Regions from separate parts of the Ovis aries genome. Here region 2 is linked to region 1. A link is a contact called in public Hi-C data. All regions are on one chromosome and are shown on one strand. The core of a region is the stretch at or near the end of the contact, and the rest is flanking DNA. Distances in the headings are between cores, read along the strand shown.

The links. Hi-C and Micro-C count contacts between places; a contact is called where the count stands out from the background.
Region 2: a Hi-C map of hypothalamus shows a contact between it and region 1, with 6 times the contacts expected there. The contact joins the promoter of RHOC here to the promoter of CTTNBP2NL in region 1. A contact is called at or near these places in 8 of 16 Hi-C or Micro-C datasets (blood, hypothalamus, liver and 3 more).

The regions. Positions count from the first base shown.
Region 1 is chr1:89,839,533-89,844,699 of ARS-UI_Ramb_v3.0, forward strand. CTTNBP2NL (CTTNBP2 N-terminal like) reads left to right here and starts at 2,969. Exons shown (of 5, transcript XM_042252468.2): 1 at 2,969-3,053.
Region 2 is chr1:90,099,902-90,104,629 of ARS-UI_Ramb_v3.0, forward strand. RHOC (ras homolog family member C) reads right to left here and starts at 3,158. Exons shown (of 5, transcript XM_060412792.1): 1 at 2,547-3,158. It overlaps PPM1J (protein phosphatase, Mg2+/Mn2+ dependent 1J), which reads right to left. Exons shown (of 11, transcript XM_042252585.2): 10 at 3,111-4,728.

The DNA.
Region 1 (5,167 bases), core at 1,719-4,218:
TAAAACAGGAATATTCACATCTCGCTCCTGGAATTCTTTTAAGGGTTAAATGAGATGTACTCCGAAGCATTTTCATAGTGCCTGCCATATAGTAAAGGCTTGAGAAATGCTTCTAGCATATATAATTATCATACAATTATAGAACTGAAACGCTCTTTAGGAATCAGGTTGCTAATTTCATGCTATTACCAGTGAAGCTAAATGCAGTTAAGTTGGGGGCGTTACTTTGTGAAGTAGTTTTGCACACAGGTTTGAATGTTTTCCATCCCTGCCCCCCTCCAAATCCTCAGAATGTGAACTTTCTTTGAAATGAGATATTTGCAGATGTAATGAGCTAAGATGAGGTCATACTAGATTAGGATGACTTCTAAATCCAGTATGACTGTTATCCTTAGAAGAAGAGGAGAAGACAGAGGCATTAAGTCACAGAGGGGGAAATGCCATGTGAAGACAGAAGCAGAGAATAACACAATTCAGCTACAAGCCAAGGATTTCCAGGAACCCTCATAAGCTAGGAGAGCAGGGTGACCCTCCATAAGCCCACTCCCACCAACACCCCTCACCAAGGAACCAACCTTGTCAAAACCTTAATTTCAGACTCCTAGCCTCCTCACTGAGAGAGAATACATCTCTGTTATTTTAAATCACCCCATTTAAGGTCAGTTGTCACAGCAGCCCTAAGAAACTACAGTTTGTGACAGGGAGAACTCCAGCAGAACTCACAAATTTTTCTTTTACATTTCCAGTCTAGCCCTCTTTTACTCTATCATTGCCTTCCCCAAACCAGCAATAAACATTCATGGTACACCTACCTAAGATGTTTACTCATTTGGAGAAAAACTAACACACACTATACTCTTTAGTGCTTCTTACTAAATTGTTACCTGACATACAGTAGGCATTTAATAAATACTACTGGCATGTTGATACAATAATAGATATAAAAATAGTATGTTGTGTTATACAACTTTAGGAAATTATTACAAACCCCCTTTCTACCTCTGTACACCTGTGTGCCAGACTCTAATTTATTTAGACATTTTATACATTTGAAGAATCATTGAACTTCAAATTCACAGGCTCTGGCCATGCACTAGCTCCAGGGGTGATGAATTAAAAGGATAATAATCTGAATACCCTCAGGACTCAATCCTACCAGGCAGGGATGACCTCATTCTTGCTGGGTCCTCCCACACTCACTGAGGAAAGTCAGCAAGAGCTCAGAAAATCTGGGGAGCCGCCAGTTGCTCTGAAGGAAGTAGGTGCCAGGTCAACCTGGGAGTAGAATGGGTAATGGTGGGTTAACAAAGGGAAGGAGGGGAGGAGGGGTGAGCTGATTCACTGGGACAACTCTTACAGTGACTCAGAAGCCAGCAGAAAATAGCCTGTTCTGCATCTGCCTCACTGTCGGGCAATGAGGCACTTCCTCATTGCACACCCAGAAGGCAGGGCAAAAGGGCGGAGGAGGAAATGGAATTTTTCAAATTCGTGGGCCTAGTCCAGCACTGAAACTCTGTTTTTAACCATTCCAGACATTTTGTTTCAAGTGAAGTCAGTATTTGTTGAACACCTACTATGTCCCTGGCCCTTCATCTTGCCTTTCAGAACACAGGGAATGATGTCTTTCTGAAGTTCTGAATTTCCTATTTGTTACTTCAGAAGCATCTGAGCTGCTGTGAAGCCCTTCAGTACAGTCCTCTTGTCCTTCAAATATACATACAGAGGACATTCTCAAGCCAGCAGTCAATAGAGGGAGACATGGAGCCCATTTCTGTTTCTAATGCTAGTTGGAGGTCATCCAGACTCACTCTCTGAACCAGCCCTCCTCCTGAAAGCCAAGTGTATAGAGAGCAGAATATAGCACAGAGTTGGAATCCACATCCTTGTTGGAAGGTCTTTGTTTTCCATTTACTAGTTCTATGGCTTTACTTGATTTCTCTGAATTTCTCTCTTCTCTGTAAAATAGGCACCAATGGTCTATCTTACAGGTTAGGAAAGATATTACATTTGTGTGCGTATGTGTGCATGCCTGCGCAGCTGTGTTCGACTCTTTGAGACCCTATGGACTGTAGCCCACCAGGCTTCTCTGTCCATGAAATTCTCCAGGCAAGAATACTGGCGTGGGTAGCTGTTCCTTTTTGCAGGGGATCTTCCCAACCCAGGGATCAAATTCATGTCTCCTGTGTGAAGATTAAATATCATTATATGAAAATAACTTGCAGGAATGGCAACCTAGACAGCATATTAAAAAGCAGAGACATTACTTTGCCAACAAAAGTCCATCTAGTCAAAGCTATGGTCTTTTCCAGTAGTCATGTATGGATGTGAGAGTTGGACTATAAAGAAACCTGAGCACCAAAGAATTGATGCTTTTGAACTGTGGTGTTGGAGAAGACTCTTGAGAGTCCCTTGGACTGCAAGAAGATCCAACCAGTCCATCCTAAAGGAGATCAGTCCTGAATATTCATTGGAAGGACTGATGCTGAAGCTGAAACTCCAATACTTTGTCTACCTGATGTGAACTACTGACTCATTTGAAAAGACCCTGATGCTGGGAAAGAGTGAAGGCAGGAGAAGGGGACGACAGAAGATGAGATGGTTGGATGTCATCACCAACTCGATGGACATCTGTTTGAGAAGCTCCAGGAGTTGGTGATGGACAGGGATTCCTGGCATGGGGTCGGACACAACTGAGCGACTGAACTGAATGGCATTAATAGGGCTTCCCAGGTGGCTCAGTGGTAAAGAATCCACCTGCCAGTGCAAGAGACAAGGGTTTGATCTTTGAGTGGGGAAGATCCCCTGGAGGAGGAAATGGCAACACAATCCAGCATTCTTGCCAGGAAAATCCCATGGACAAAGGAGCCTGGTGGACTACAATCCATGCAGTTACAAAAGCGTCAGACCTGACTGAGCACTTATGCAACAAAATGGCATTAATACTGGTTTACTTCCTTCGAACTTCCCTATGTTTGCCGACTGACTACATCCCTCCACCTGACTGCAAACTGCGTGTGGACAGAGCTGGATCTGTCTTGAGACAGTCTGCCTAGGTGAGTAGGAGGCCTCACTACTGCTTTGCTTAATAATAATTGTTAATATTAGAAATAATACATTGAAATTAATTCATATTACTTGTGCATTATAAATAATTGTAAGCATGTATTATATTTAAAGCAATGTGATTATTATTCGTTTAACCAGTTGAACTGGAATCCGTGAAAGGGATAAAGAAATCCAGAAACTTTGACCTCAGGAAGGGATGCACCCTCGCCCTTCTCTGGGTTATTTGGTGCTGGAGGGCTTAGTGCGGGGCTTCCCAGGTGGCTCAGCGGTAAAGAATCCACCTGCAATGCAGGAGATGCGGGTTCGATCTCTGGATCAGAAAGATGCCCTGGAGGAGGAAATGGCAACCCACTCCAGTATTCTTGCCTGGAAAAGTCGATGGACAGAAAAGCCTGGCGGACCCATTGCGTCACAAAAGAGTCGGAGGTGACTTAGCGACTAAACAAGGGCTTGCTGCCACCAGATCTGCATTCCTGTGTTCACGAGGGACAGACATTCCTTGCATCCTCTACTGTCCTTTGTCCCAGCAGGGCTGCGGCAGCCTACAGTACAATGGGGCCAAAGACACAAAAATTCTCATTTGGAAAACAGCGTAGAAAACACTGACACACAGAAATTTTATTCATTCGATTTCTACCTGGAAAGGAAGTCGGGTTGGAAAGCTACCCGGCGTCTCCACTCCAGGGGTTCCAGGGGCTCCAGAAGCTACTATTCTCTTCCAAATATAATGTGAAAAGAGGGGTCTCTGGGTTTTTCATCTTTGCTCCCTTCTCTAGCACACGCTTTGTCCCCCTCTCCCCCGCCCCCCGCCAAAAAAAAAAAAAAAAGTGTGTCGGGGGGTAGAACAGGCAAGCCACGTTACCAGGTTTTCAACAGCAGGTTTTCTAAACACCAGAGCGCACTTCATTTATTAACATTTTGGATGAAACGTTAATGTGCCCAGTCAGTCAGGACACCCGAAACCCATTCCTGAGCTTCCCGTACAACGAGGGTACACACGAAGCACTCGCCACCATCTGGTCCCGAAAGCCCATAGAAGGTGGAAAGTTGCAGAATCCGGGCCCGGAGGGGCGCAAGCCCACCCCGAGCCGGGGCAGGAGGACTGAGCTTCCTCCCGGAAGTGACGCGAGCTCAATCCCAGCTTGGCTCTCCCCAAACAAAAGGGATCTTGGGGCCCCGGGAGGAGCCTAAATGACATTGGAGAAGCCCCTCCTCCAGCCGGCGCGGATTGGTTTCGGGGTTGGAGAGGCGAGGAGGCCATTGGCTCTGCCGAATGCCAGTGCCCCCGCCTGGCTGTTGAGGGGCGGGGCCTCGAGGGGCTGTGGATGGAGAGGGTGGCGGAGGCGGCAGGGAGAGGAACCTTGAGCGCCGGGAAAAGGTAGGAGCCGTTGGCGCCGGGGCTTGGCGGCGGCTGGGAGGCCAGGTTCTCGAAAGAAAAACAGGGGTAGAACCGCCGGTGTCCTCCCGCCACCGTACCAGCTGCCACTCGCGCCCATCCCCTGAGGGGGCGGGGCCGTCTCCTCTACCTCCCGGTATTCCCTGAGGAGGCGGCTCCTCATCCTTCGAGGGTGCTTGCAGCTACTTACTGTCCCCCATCAATCCCAGCTTCCCAGAAGGGGCTGGTTTCCTGATACCCCTCATTTAAAAGGTCCCTCACCTAGCCCCTCAACCTTGGGAGAAGGCGTACAGGTTCCCATTCTTTAGACTGCCGCCCCCGCCCCCATTTTGTACCCCTAGGAGGCCAGACATCTCTTCCAACACCTGTCCTTGCTCGCAAGGGAGGGACCAGAGGTAATTTTATCCATAAGATAAAAATCAGTGTTTTCAAAAAGAAGAGAGATGGGACGATGCAAAAATCAAAAGACCCGACCTAGACAGCCAGCTCCACGGACGAATCGGCCTTCCCCAACTTGGGTTCCTCCCATCCCCCATTCTGTATTCCTGAGCCTTCCCCCTGAATCCTCTATTCTCCTATGGAGCTGGGGCGGGGGCGGGGGGCGGTATCGAGAGTTCCTCTGCTTCGAGACTTTTTGACTCTGGAGGAGGAGAAATAGTAACCTTCCCGACCCCGCTTTGTACCTTTACTCTATTACTTGAAAGA
Region 2 (4,728 bases), core at 1,908-4,407, 260 kb after region 1:
GGGAGGAAAGGAGCTTGCTCAGGCATGTTCTTGCCAAGAACCAATTGTTCAGGCAACTGAGCTTGAAATTCCTAATCTCAAGGTCAGGGACAGGTCTCCCCCATAGGTTAGAATGCACAAGTAGAATACACAAGAAGAACCACCCACTTCGGAGCCAGGAAAGCATGAGTTCTAATCTAATCCACTCACCAACTGTGGGCCCCTGAACACCTTGAAGGGTGGGTGCTCAGGAACCAGGGGTATCTCCAGAAAAGCCAGTTTTTATCCATTCTACATATCAGAGTTTAAAGTCGGACTTATTTGTTACCAGGATTTCAATACTTTCAAAAGATTAATAATTACAAAGGTCCAATCTGGAACACATTGTCCCTCACTCAGCACAAATCATGCCTGCCCACTGCAAAACAAAGAGTTCGACTGATACGGGTGGGTAAGGAAAGACTATTTATCATAACCTAGACGCCAGGTAGGGCTTCCCAGGTGGTTCAGTGGTAAAGAATCTGCCTGCAATGCAGGAGACTCGGGTTTGATCCCTGGGTCAGGAAGATCCCCTGCAGAAGGAAGTGGCTACCTACTCCAGAGGTAGGAGTAGACAGAGGAGCCTGGCGGGCTATAGTCCATGGGGTCACAAAACAGTCCAATACATCCTTGCGACCAAACAGCAGGTGCTAGGTTCTACGTTGGACATTTTGACAAAAATCACTCCCTCTGTCCCCAGAAGCCTAGAAGGTAGTGAGCTTCCCTGTTTTGACAAACTAGGAAAGTGAGACTCATGGAAGCTAAGAGGAATTCGGAGTCATGGCAGAGAAGGCCCTCAGAGTAGGGCTGTGTGACTAGAGTCTGTTGCTTTTCTACATTATCACCCCAGAGGTGGGAAGGAGAGCAGAGCAAGGGGAACCCAGACGGAGGGCAGCAGCAGCGGCCAGCCAGCTTCCCTGGCCCACCCCATCCCAGTCCCCAGGGCCCCGCGTACACAAAGGAGGCTCAGTCCAGGCAGTGCCCACAGCCCACACTTGGGCAGGCTGCCTGCCTCCCCCTTCCTCCTGAGCCTGGCAGCAACACTGGGTCACTCAGCCCCAGGCAGGGGACAATGACCACACTGTAGGGAGCCACACATCTACGGCAGCAGAGCGACCGAGAATAATCCACTAGGGAATCACCTCCACCCACTCCCTGGGACGGCCCCTTCCTCCTCTCTGTCCAGCTCACCCTGAGGCCCTGCCCACCCCTCCCTGTGACTCAGGGCCAGGAGTCAGCTTCCCGGGGTTTCCATGTGTCCCCTGCCCCCAACACACACCGAAGGGCAGCTGCACAGTTCATCACACCTTGCCAGCTTCTTTTTGCCCCTGAAGCTGAGCCTCACTTCCTCCTTCCCTGGGGAGAGGAGCTGACCTCCAGCCGGCTGGAGTTCCCAGGCCCCCAGCCTGGGAGGAAGAGAGGGCGGGCTTCGGGCCTGAGATGAAGTTGAGGCTGTGGGGAGGAGCGGGAGCTGGAGCCGGCGCTGGGAGGAACTCCAAAAGGGAGACAAATGAAGGCCAATTCCAGCGCCAGCCACACAGGGAGTGGTTAAGAAAGAAGGGGACGGTAATCTGATCTCGGCCCCAAACCTGGCTTTTTCTCTCAGTCCCACATCCTGTCAAACTAGGCTGAGCTCCCTCACTCCCCACACACCACCACCACCACCTCACAGCCCAGCCCTGGTCTGCCTTTTTGGAAGCGAATATTACAGCCCAAGGCAAGTTCTCTTCAACAGTGGGATCCCGGGTGGCCTCCCTCCCCTCTACACACACAGGCACAACACTGGGATGAGGGGAAGCGGATGTGAATCAGATGGAATTTATAGGAGCTGAGCGCACAGCCACTCTCTAACACCACAACAGGGGCTTTCTGATATCCCAAAAGGCAAGCAAGAAGGCATTCACCCTGCCAGCTGATTTCCTCCACAAATGGAAACCATCCTTCAGAAAAGGGGGTCTCCTGAAAATTCTACCCAAGTGACCAACTCCCTCTCACATTCCCACAAGTCCATTGGTCCAACTGAGGGAAGACAGGCTGCAGTAGCCCCAACCTGGCACAGGCAGCGTTGATGGACAGATGGAGGGCATTCACCACCAGGGTGAATACCAGTTGCCTAGCTCTGAGTTTGCCACTGCCCTCTCCCACTCCAGCAGGGCAGTTTAGGTAGCACCAGATGGTGCAGGTCAGAGGCCAGAACTCCAGGGCAGGGGCATGCTGGAATGATCTGGAGCACACCCTCCCCTAGCTCATTTAACACTTTCCCTTCAAGCTCAGAGGGGTCCTAGACCCAGGCCAGGCCAAGACACCAGGCCCAAGGCCAAGACAGCAAGGACAACAGCTCCCTGTGAGAGGCAACCCCTGAGGAACTGCCCCACTGACTTCAAGAGGGGCAACCAAACCCCACAGGACGTGGTATGAGTCGAACTCCTGGGGCCTTCCCTGGGATGAAACAGCTCCTCAATCATCTCAAGCTTTCCAGCACACACGCACACACACAAACGGCTTGGATCCTTCCCAATTTCCCGTACCTCCACTCCAGGCCGGCTCCAGAAACCATCCTGGGCGAGGTCCAGACCCCGGAGCAGTGGCAGCCCCCGCGGTCACACCCCACCCTTATTCCTGCCACTTCACAGGCCCGGCGGGGGGGAATTCCCACCTCAAGCCGGACTCGGGCCCCAACTCACACCCCAGCCAAGGTCCACCGCGGGCCGCCAGACTTGGGAGCTGAGCATCTGCGCGGGAGCTCCCTCGCGGAGACCCAAGTTGCCCCCTCTCCTCCTCGCCCTGCCAAGCAGGTTCTGGGAAGCCGAGAGAAGGGAACGGACTTCGACTCGGACACCTAGAGGCGAGAGGCCCTGCGGGACAATTCCCGGCGCCCCCCACAGTAGCCCAGGAGGGCAGGGAGAGGCCCAGCCGTCCGGATCCCCGCGCCGCCCAGACGCCGCGTACGAGGGGAGGGAAGGGGCCCGCGCTCGGGCCAAAGCCCCTCCCCGGCCGGCGCCCCGAGCTCCAGCCAAGTTGGAGAAGAGGGAAAGTGCTCTGCCGGGGACCAATGCCCAGGACTCCGCCGCCCACAGCCCCAACCCGGGTACCTTCCGCTCCGCCGCTTCCAGCTGCGCTGCGGGTGCGGGAGGCAGAGTGACCCGCGGGGCCCCGCCGCCCCGCCCTCCTCCAGCGCCGCGGCGGGGAGGGGCGACTGGCCGGGAGGGGCGGGCCGGGCGGCTCTCGGCTCCGCCCGCCCCCGGCCCCCGCCCGCGGCCCCAGGCGGTAGCCCGGCGCTGGCCCGCGGGGTCCGGGAGATGCCTGGACTGCGGAGGAGCGGGCGGCGGGGCTAGGCGCGGCGAACTGGACCCGGGAGGACTCTGCCTCAGCGCCACCTTCCAGCTCTTACGGGCGGACCGGCGTCGGGAAAGTTGAGAGGCGCCCGGGGTGGGGTCAGGAAAGGGCCGCTGCTGCCCTCCCGTGGCTGAGCGGCCACCCGCGCCTACACCACCTGGGTGGTGTCCCGTGGGAGGCGGGACTGGGAAAAGCGGCTTCGGGGACGCCGGAGGAAGGGGCTGCGGGAAATCCCCACCCTCTTAGAATCTTTGCGCAGTAAGTACAGCCCAGCATCATCCCCCAGCCTCGGAGACCTTTCAGAACCTTTGAGATTCAGGGGCACTTGGTTCCACCTTGCAATTACCTTCCATCTCCCTACCCGGAATTTCCAACTCCTACCCATCCTTCAAAGGGCATTCTTGGAAATCTTTCTGGATTCCCCAGCTAAGAATTCAGTTCCCACCTGCACTGTCTTATTTCTGTGCTTCTAGGGACACCTCCCAGGTGCTCTAGAGGCCTCGCAGGTGGCTCAAGTGATAAAGAATTCGCCTGCCAATGCAGGAGACACAGGCAGGAGAGGCCGGTTCAATCCCTAGGTCAGGAAGATCCCCTGAAGGAGGAAATGGTAACCCACTGTAGTATTCTTGCTTGGGGAAATCCCATGGACAGAGGAGTCTGGTGGGCTACAGTCCATGGGGTTACAAAGAGCCAGACAGGACAGAGCACAGTTCACACGTAGCACAGGGACACCTAGCTTGCTTTGACTTGTGTGTTGAGTATTTACCAAAACGTGTATCTTTTTCCCTGAAAGGTACATGAGGAAGTGAATGGAGGATGAGGAGTCTACTTACATTTTATTAGCTTGTGCAGGGCACACTACATAGCTTCTAATAGTCATCACAGATTTTTGGGTTAAGTATACACATCCCCTTTTACCTGTAAGGAAACTGAGGCTCAAGAAGTCAGTGACTTGTCCAAATTTTGCCATATGTACATGGCAGAGCAAAATCTCAGAGAGTCAGGCCTGTCTGGCTCCAAAGCTGGTCTCTCTCCCTGCTGCCCACTGTGATCCTTCACTCTGTCCCTTCTCACTTTCTGGCACAATGTGTGGCACGTAATAGGTTTTCAACAAATATTTGCTGAATGAATGAATGTTACAAGTCATACAGACTTTAAAGATCTGACAAGCAACCCACACATCTGCTAAATGAGGAAACTGAGGTCCACAGCAGTTTGGTCCCAATCCTCTTAAGTGGCTCAATAGACCTAGCTATGTACTCAGTTCAGATCAGTTTCTATCTTCAAAGAACTTGTGATCTAAATCCAGAATACAGACAAATTAAAGATAAGTAATAGTTATTGAACCCTTATTACACAGACCGGGCTATGCAT